2 separate regions of the Mus musculus genome follow, and region 1 is linked to region 2. The links are chromatin contacts, called in public HiChIP or PLAC-seq maps. All regions are on one chromosome and are shown on one strand. The core of a region is the stretch at or near the end of the contact, and the rest is flanking DNA. Distances in the headings are between cores, read along the strand shown.

Region 1 (4,742 bases), core at 1,490-3,989, 830 kb after region 2:
CTTTCACAAGGACTCACGGCCTCCTTCCTCCACCTCTCTGCCTGCCACAGATGGATGTGCAAATTATTACAAAGGTTTATCTTGTATAGTTCTGTGAGCTAAGTAGTTCTCAATCCGAGAAAACACGAAAGAGCAAGAAATGAACACTTCGTAAAAAAGATGGACCTACAACTTTTTAAACTCTTTTATGCAACAGACATTTTGTGGCCCACAGTTTCCGGTGGTCTTCTTTACCTACACAGTCAATAGCCTCATCTCTCTCACAGTCACAGGGCCAACCTCACTTCAACTTGTCCTTTTCTTCCTAAGACAAAACACACCCAAAGGCTTTAACTTTGCCAAGGAGTTATCAAAACCCAGACCTAGATATTTAAACTTATCTACTATTTTAAAAAAAGTTAAAAATGAAATTTCCATCATTTACTAAGAAACTGCCATCCCTATCAGGATATCCAGGATGTCTGTATTTTAAGCTGCACAAGAAACAAAGAAACAAAGCGATGTTGAGATTTCCTGAAAGGTTTTGCACTGAATCAGCAACGTGAGCACCCAGAAGCCTGCAGGCCATTAAATCTCCCAGGCTTCCTGCATCAGAGGAAGGAGCACTTGAGTCGCCCTCTTTCTGCTTGGTCCTGTGGGAGCTCGGCTGAACAGTCACCAAAACCAACACCTTCATTTTGAAAAGCTTCTGACATCAGGGATGAGAGTTGAACTTCCGTACTCTTAGGACAAGCAGAAGGTTAGGAAAGCCAGGACTGGCACTAAGAAGGTTACACCTGAGCCACTCCAGTACCTGCTCCCTACAGCTTTTCCCGCTGAGCGCATCTTTCCCTGGACCTGGAAGAACAGAGAAAGGGTACTAGCCACCTTGCCGCCTCCAGAAGGAACACACAGCAAAGGATCACCTGTCTTTCTGGGTGACACACGCTAGCGTGAACCTAAGACTACAAGTTAAGTGTATAGTTTAACTTCAGGACTAAATGAAAACTTGGTTATTTTTAAGTGAGGTGAAGTCATCTGGGATATACTGCATGCGTTTCACACATTCTTAGCCAGCTGCTTCTAAGGAGGCGTTTGAAAACAGAATGGATTTGTATGATGTGCTTTTTACAAAATTCACTACTACCAAGCTGCCAAGGGCACAGGTTTTTCTTTTTTAGGGGGTTGGGGGTGGGGGGACTTCGAGACAGGGTTTCTCTGTGAAGCCCTGGCTGTCCTGGAGCTCACTTTGTAGACCAGGCTGTTCTCGAACTCAGAAATCCACCTGCCTCTGCGTCCCGAGTGCTGGGACTAAAGGCATGTGCCACCACCGCCCAGCCAGGTTTTTCTTTTTCACTGAGTATGTATCTTAGCCCTTACTGTCTAGATGGGACATTACATTCAGCAGGCAGGTTAGATCCTCCCAGAAGATATGCTCACAATCTGAGTGGCATCCACAGCGATATCTTCCAGTACACTCCAACAGACAAGAAAAACGTATGTTTGTTAGGCAGTGTTCCTAACACCCGTCCCCCACTCCTGCCACAAGCATCACTCCTCTCAGAGGTGGGGCCATCCAAAAACATGCAAAGTAAATGTGGGAATTTCAGATCATCACAAACACTACAGAGAAAGGAATGCCAGTCATATTCTCCAGTTATAAATTTCCACTTCACTAGCAAGTCAAAGCAAAAAAGGACCCTACAACCAAAGTGTTACCTTACACAGTACCATTGTGTGGCTAAGGAACAAAACACAGGACCTTACAACCAACATGTTATTTTATATTACTGTTGCATGTCTACAGAACCAGACTCTGAAAGGATTAAAAACCAGGAAGGAATGTGTATTAGCCAGCCGGTTGGTCAGCTTTCTCTCACTGGAACAAATACCTGAGCTAATCAATTTACAAAGAGAATAAAATTCAATTTTGGTCCATGCCTGGTTAGCCCTGTTGTTTTTGCCTGTCTGAGCCAGGGCAGCACATCACAGTGGGCAGCATAGAAGAGCAAACCTGCTTACTTCATAGCTTGGAAGAGAAAGAGCGAAGTGGGAGGAACTGAGGCTCCCTGTCCTCTGTGAAGGCATGTCCCAAATGATCTGGAGGCCTGTCACTATGTCTCATGGGTATCCCCCCTCCCACCCCTGTACCTCACTAGAATCTAAGCCTCTATCACATAGATTCTGAGTGATACTTATAAGTACTGCAGAGTACAAACTGGAAATAAATCTCTTTTTAATTCCTATGCTCCACACAACCCCTGTACCTGCCTAACACACAAGTCTCATGACTGAAAGAAAAAGAAGTTGCTTTTTCCATAAAACATCTTAAAACTCCAAAAGCAGGAAACATTTTTGGCCTAAGGAAACACCCCCCAAGTAAATTTAAAACATCTTCGTAAGATGAGGTTGAGATGGGGTCCCACTCTGTAACCTAGGCCAACCTCATACTCACAGTGATTCTCCTGCCTCCTCTTCCCGAGTGTTGGACTTATGGGCATGAGGGTCGCAGCAGTTTTAATTATATGTATCTTTGTGTAAGTTGTCTTGACGAGTGTTCCTGTCTACCAGCACACATTACATATTTAAGACGGTGGGACCCATGGCAGGCTCGGCGCCATTTTCACACAGTGCCTTGTGCGTAGGCACTTTGCATTAAACAGCTGATAAGTAACTTGAGCTGGCAACCGAGAGTACTGCTGTAGTGGATTTCCCAAGTTTGTGAAATATCATTTCCAGGGAAAATGAAATGAGGAAGCAGCCAGGAAGATGACTAAGAAGGCTTCCCCAGTCGCCCTCTCTTTATGAGTTAGCATGGGAGGTGCCAGGCACACTGGGAAAGAGGGTCTGAATCACACAGGGTAGCTTTGAGCTTTGATCCCCCCTCTGCTGCTTGCCCACTGTATGTTTTTTGAGCCATTTGTGAGCACAGAGTTGTAATAAACAAATGGTGTGAGACAAAGTTTGTGAAAACATGGCAAGCTGATACGGGAAGGAAATTCATTCAAAGACCTACCGATTCGCCTTGTCTCTGTGACACAGACAGAGTTACCTAACATCTTATATCAGTTCATAGGTGGCCTCGGCCTTTAAGCTTCCCAAGAGTCCTCTGAGGGAATTCACTTGCAATGCAGGAGAACTTAATGCTTTGCACTCTGACCTGCAGCCTGGGAATGGCTTGCCCGAGGTTTCTGGAGACCTGGCTCTCCCTGTTAGCATTTGCTAACTTAGTTATCAGAGAAGGCGAGACTGTTGGAAAACAGCAGGGTCTGCACCTCTGTGGGTCGTTCTCAGCTCTCACTGAGGACCACTTGCTGAAGGGGGCTCTGCCAACATCTGAGGTTGGACATGTTCAGTGCTATCTACTCCCCCCCCCCACCCCCCACCCCTGCTTCTTTAAATGACGAAGTCTTTCACAGACTTCTCTGAGTGAAATGTATGCTCGACATTAGAGAAAATAAAATCTCAAAGTCCAACACAGTCAGCCCCCAATTAAATAACTTCCTCTTCAGTTAAAAGGAAGCAGAGAAAACCTAAGTCTGGGCCATGGCAAACGTCACTGCAAACAGGAGCTTGTGAGTTACTGATCACCCCAATAAAGGATAAGCAAAGGAGAAAGTCGACATGGAATTAGCTATGACTTCACAACACTGCCTACTTGTCAATCCCACAGACCCATACTAGGGAGAAGAAAAAACAAAACTATGAACAGATTAAAAAGAAATCTCAGAAAGTAAACAGTTCCATACAGGGAAAGCCACAACTGGAAGTCTTAAGGGAAATCAAAGCTTGACTTCACACAAGCCAGACTCCGGTGGGAAAGGGGCACTGCAGCATCTGCAGGAATCTATTCGTGTCTGCTCATTACAGGGTTAGCACATACTGCGATTGGCTCGCAACCTTCTTCCCACGCCACTGAAGACACCAAAAGAAATACCTGAAAGATTCTGTCTGAGGCTCACAAACAAGCCTAACAACCTAACGGTGTGAAAATGGTATTTCCAATGGTTATCTTCTGAACAGGTGAGTCTGCACAATAAATTGCTTCCTCTTTATTACAGGCATAAAAATCCTAACAACCAATTTGGGAACACAGCATTTCACAGACTCTACAGTTGGATTTCGGTGGAGACTGAATCGGGGCCACAAGATTTCAGCGTGAGTAAGAAATGAGGTGGGAAAGAAATATTCCTGTTGAGGTTGGCACACACAGAGACAAGATTACATTTCTGCAGAGAAAGCAAACTAAATGGGATTTGTTTCTCTGAACTCCTCCACCAGCACATATTAGAACCCTCTATCACCTTGTATGGTGACTTAGCACTTGCAAGCCAGCCTTATCTTTTGCAGGAAAATGTCCTGAGGAGTGGGTCTAAGTCTAATGGAGCTGGCCTTTGCAATCTGAGGGGTTCCCCTAAGGGAAAGGAATATGAAATTAAGAGGCTAGCGTCATGGGGAAGAGCTCCAAGTGAAGGGCCACCGAGCTGAGGCGCCACCAGCTCAAGCAGAATCCATCTTTGAACTACCTCAGGGCAGAGACTAAATCGTTCCTATCTGAGTCCCGTCTATGTGAAGACTTGCAGAGTGCTTGCTGCGGGTTACATTACACAGGTATCCGCCCTTAATCCCCTCATTGAAGAAACAAGCAACGGATTGAACTCTGAGATCACACTCAAAGCCAGCTTTAAGCCTACTCACATGGCACAGACTAAATCTTAACTCTTCATTCAGCTGTACTTCAAATGATAGTTTGAATCCAATGC
Region 2 (4,589 bases), core at 1,761-4,260:
TTTTTTTTTTCTGTACAACTCCAAGCTCTCCAAATTAACTTCCATATCATTTAAAAAGATTACTCATGTATAAGTTTGAAAACTAACAAATGAAAAATTTCCCAGGAGTCCATAAATTGGCAATTAGCTAATAATTCCTATTCCCATTAATGGGTTAAAATGGGATCTACTTTGAAATGTACTTTTGTGAATGTGTTTCCATACTGAATATGAATCTCCAGCTTAGAAATGTTAACTCCCAATTCCTTTTAGGTCACACCAGATTTTCCTATTTCGGATTTTGCAGAGGTTAGTGAAACATGGACTCAACTATTGGCTAGAAGTTGAATCACAGTGGGGAGGAAAAGACGCTTATTATTCAGGGAGTCAACAAGGAAGGTGTCCTGCCTACTTATGACAGCCTTTAAAACTTCAGTGTTAGCTGGGAGACAAGCAAAAATGCAGAAAGATAAACACTGAGGCCAGGACTTCCTTTTCAGTTCGTTGTTTCTTTAACAAGATCACTACTGTCTTATTGAGACCCAAAGACTCAGAAGTCTTTATGATTAGAACATCAAGAAGTCTAATAATAAATAGTAATAATGATAACGATCATAATATTAAAATCAACCTAGTTATTGCCAATAAGTTCCTTCAAATAACTGACTTGAAAATACATCTGAAAGTCATTAGGTATTTTTCTACTGTCTTTGTTCTTCGTTTTCAAATACTAGCTGATTGGTGTTGAACTTTGGCTTGTCCTGTTCTCTATGCCACATCCACACCAACTCAAAGGTATTTATTTACTTAGCTAACTTCGTCATTAAGGCTGCCAACAAGGATCCGGGATGGCAGCAATGCAGGATTGCAGGTTTGTAAAAGGGATAAACATCATTCAGAAATGAGCTCATGTGTACAGTATTCATATGATTACAGGGAAAGGTCATATTATTCTCACTTTATAGTGAGGAAACTGAAGGAATAAGAAATCAACACTTCTTGAACATGTCTAGTGGGGGAGACACAGCACTAGGCCTTTTAGAATAATCTGGTTATTTAGAAACAAGCTGGTTAATACCCCTCAAACGATCAAAATCTAGTGGATGTAAAAATGCACTAATAGAGACACAGAGTACTGTGGAAGAACAGGAAGGAGAGTGGTTTGAACACTTTCTGCAAGGTTTAGAACTGTTTTGTGGTGATGGAATCTAAGCCAAGTCTTAATGGTTTGTGGGCGTGGGGCAAAGATTACAGAATAACAGAGGAGATAGAAGAGCAAAGATAAAGAAAGGAAAAGAGTGTGAGAATTTACTTCGTAGTCGAATAGAACTTGAGGGCAGGGGCAGATCGAAGGCAGAGGGAGGAGGAATTCAGAGGGTTTGCAAATCGAAGCTTACTCTGTGGCAGTGTAGAGGAGACTAGGACGTTGCAACTGTTCAGCAAAGAGATAATGAGAGCTGGAACTAGGAAAATGTGGACTAGAAAGGCAATGGTCTGAAAGATAGTAGCGATAAGGATCTGGGTGATTTACCCACTGGTTGGACACTAGGAAAGAAGAGGGTGAGTAAACAGGTCTGAAGCATTAAATAATTTTACACTTGAGTTTCTCTTGGACCAGACAGAAAGGAAATTGAATGTAAGGCCAATGATCAGGACAGATATAAATCTAGAAATCAATCCGAGCAACAAGGTGACTTAATCCGTGTCAGAAATCACTAAAGCGAAACCCGGAGAGTACAAAGAAGCAAAGGAGTCGAAACAGAACCTTCAGGAAACACCTGCGTTTTTGAAAGAGGAGAGAAGGAAGAAAGGTTATTTTGTAACCCGGATGGTCAGAGAGATAAGACTTAAGTGGTGAGGCATTAAAAGCAAGAGGTTTCAGATAGCTCGATATTGCTGAACGGACAAATACGAAATTTACTGTGGCCACAGAGGTCACATCCAAGCTCCTCAACTCTGCCGCCACCTGCTGAAGTGGCACAAAAGAAAGACATGTGCTTTTGCAAGAGAAACCCACCTGTCATTTTACCCACAGTTAGCCTGCCAATCAGCCATTGCAACTCATTACAACATCTAGTCTTCACTAAATTAAAAAAAAAAAATCACTTTTGCATTGTACACTTCTTTCCTTCATGGGCTTTTAAGATAACTATTATTAATCACGTTCTTAGCTTTGCTTGGCCTCCTTCATTTTGAGTGTCCTGCTTAGTTGCTGGGGTACTGAATTAGAGGAGTAATTCAGGAGTTAGATTAGTGTTTGCTAACTTCTTCCAAGCCTTTGTGCAAAAGTTCAAGCTACGTGTGCAAAAGTAGAAGGACGATATATACATATTAGAGTTGTGTATATGCGCTAATGAAAGTAAAACTCTCACATGGTCGTCAAAGGTTCGAGTCATTTAGCTGTTGTTCATTTCCTAGTTTTTGTTTTGTTTTGTTTTGTTGTCATTTTCTCGAGGGCAGAAGAATATTTTCACTGTTCACCCAGGCATTCGGTACCGACCTGGGGGCAAGTCTCATTCTGTCAGCTCTCAGGAAAAAAAAAAAATCTTCAGGAAGAGAATGGCAAAGCACTCACGAGTCTCAAGGACTGGGCAGCCCACCGACGAGGTAGGGTTGGCCAAAGGTCTTGCGGAACACAGAACGCCTGGAACCTGCGTGGCCTTTACAGAATAGGACTACAAGTCCCAGAACGCAGGGCGCTACTAGGCAGAAATCTAGCAAGGCGCCTGCGCGTAGGTCTGTAGTCAAGCTGGAGGAAGCGGTGCACCTTGGGACTAGTAGTTCCTAGGTGGCAACTCCTGGGGTCGGAGGTGGATCGAAGGGACAGCTCCCTGCCCAGTCCCGCCTTTTGTCCACGTCCCGCTTCTCTGGGCCAATGCTAGGTCCTGTAGCTGCGGCCAGCCCCTCTCCGAGGCTGTCTCCATTGGTCCCGAGGCTATCTCACTTCGGCTCTACCCGGAAGTAGCCTTGGAGAGGCGGTTTCCTAGACTACGACACCGGAAAGCTGGGGGCGGTGCTCCGAGCCGTGGAGGGCGGAGGGTGGTGGCAGCGCTGGCGCTGGGGGACCGGCTCGGTGACTTCGGCAAACAGTTTGGCGCCGGCGGCCGCCAGCCTCACTCCACAGTCCGCCCTCGACACGGCTCGCAGCCTCCTCGCCGCCGGCAGCCCGCAATGTGGCCCACCGTGCCGGTGTAGCAGCTGCGCGTGCGCGGAACCGCGGGGCCATGAGCAAAGCCGGCGGCTGCCGGGGCTGTGGGTGCCGGGTCCCCCAGCGAGCGTCATGGAGCCTGGTGGCAGCGACGGCCGCGCTCTGTCTGGTGTTGGCCACGTCCGTGTGCACGGCAGGGGCCGCGCCCATGAGTAGGGAAGAGAAGCAGAAGCTTGGGTAAGGGTGCGTGGCTGTCCGGGTGGGTTTCCTCGCGCGGCTGCCAGCAGTGGAGGTGCCTGTCATTGCGCCCCCGGCGCACTGTGGACTTTTTCTGTGGTGACTGTAACAGCTGGTGAGGCTGGAGGACCTCGGTGCGGTGGACGGGGTCCAGGACGATGGGAGCTGATCCCCGGGATGTGACCTCGGGGGCTGTCGAGTGTCTCCTGGGCAGCCTGTGACATATGTAGTGTTGTGTCAGCGCCTCTGCCATGTCAGGGGCTGGTGGAGGGGCTACCGCCTGGGTGGCGGAGGCAGGGTTGGATGTCTCACCCAAGTGAGCTCCCAGCGGGAAAATGTTGCGGTGCTTACACCTGTTAAAGGAAAAGGGGCGTTCACCGGAACTTGAACTTTTCAGACTTCACTATCCCCCTTGCTGTGTTTTCTTTCCTAAATGGCACTTGTGAGCTAGAGCAGGCGATTTGATGCTATTCAGAGGCCTCGATTAAGTGTACCCCCTTAGAGTAGTTTTATGAGGCTTAAAAGTGTTCCAAAACACTATTTATAGCATTTAATCCAGTAATTCGAATACATCCGAAGTGGCACAAGTGACTAAGAACGAAGTGGAGAATCTCTGGATTTTGGCAAAACCGTGAAGTTAAGTGAGAGGAGAGGAAATGTGTGCCTGTCAGTAGCACGGCGAGTTGACTGCGAAAGATGCTTATTAAAACAGTGAAGTGGGTGGGTTTTGCTTGTCTGGTAGGTTAGCACAGAACACTAGAATGCACTGCTGATTAGTGAAGAGGTGAGAAAACTGGTGGGGATGTAAACCACGTGACTTATTGACACCAACTCCAGAATTTTAAATTGTGCTTGCTCTTTGATTCATTTCTTTCTCTGGAGAATCTATCCTACAGAAGTAAAGACACAATTAGAGATAAGTGTATAAAGGGGTGCATTTTGACAGAACAGAACAGGCTGGGGGGGGGTGTCATACATTTAGAAAGAGTTCTGTACTAAAGCAAGTTGTAGGTTAATATATAAATAGAAAGCATATTATTTTATAAGAAAAAATAGTTGCCTGAACTCAGGAAAAAATAACAGGTAACTTATCCCACAAAGGGAGGTGGAGCCATTAGGTTCTGACGTAGATACTTCTTTACTTCCGCCATTGCAAAAGAACTATACTAATTTTTAAATCACAGAGCAAATAAAAATGTGAGTAAAAGAAGATGAAGTGTTATCT

What was found. HiChIP or PLAC-seq counts read pairs in DNA pulled down with a chosen protein or histone mark.
Region 1: a contact with region 2 is called in an H3K4me3 HiChIP or PLAC-seq map of bone marrow-derived macrophages, with 6 times the contacts expected there. The contact joins the enhancer-like site here to the promoter of Edem3 in region 2. A contact is called at or near these places in 2 of 39 promoter capture datasets (the C10 cell line and pre-B cells) and 1 of 115 datasets of contacts at active chromatin or transcription factors (bone marrow-derived macrophages).

Annotation. Positions count from the first base shown.
Region 1 is chr1:152,578,587-152,583,328 of GRCm38.p6, forward strand. The region is part of intron 3 of Rgl1 (ral guanine nucleotide dissociation stimulator,-like 1); the gene reads right to left. Among named protein-coding and RNA genes, the nearest start is that of Gm51749, 41 kb to the left of the region's middle. Within about 2 kb of position 2,740, at least 27 of the 459 cell types and tissues checked have an H3K27ac peak or open chromatin away from gene starts, as enhancers often do. A contact at or near this core is called in bone marrow-derived macrophages, where this site is marked.
Region 2 is chr1:151,752,364-151,756,952 of GRCm38.p6, forward strand. It overlaps Edem3 (ER degradation enhancer, mannosidase alpha-like 3), which reads left to right and starts at 3,011. Exons shown (of 20, transcript NM_001039644.2): 1 at 3,011-3,364. The coding sequence starts at 3,204. 2810414N06Rik (RIKEN cDNA 2810414N06 gene) reads right to left here and starts at 2,655. Exons shown (of 2, transcript NR_151475.1): 1 at 2,480-2,655.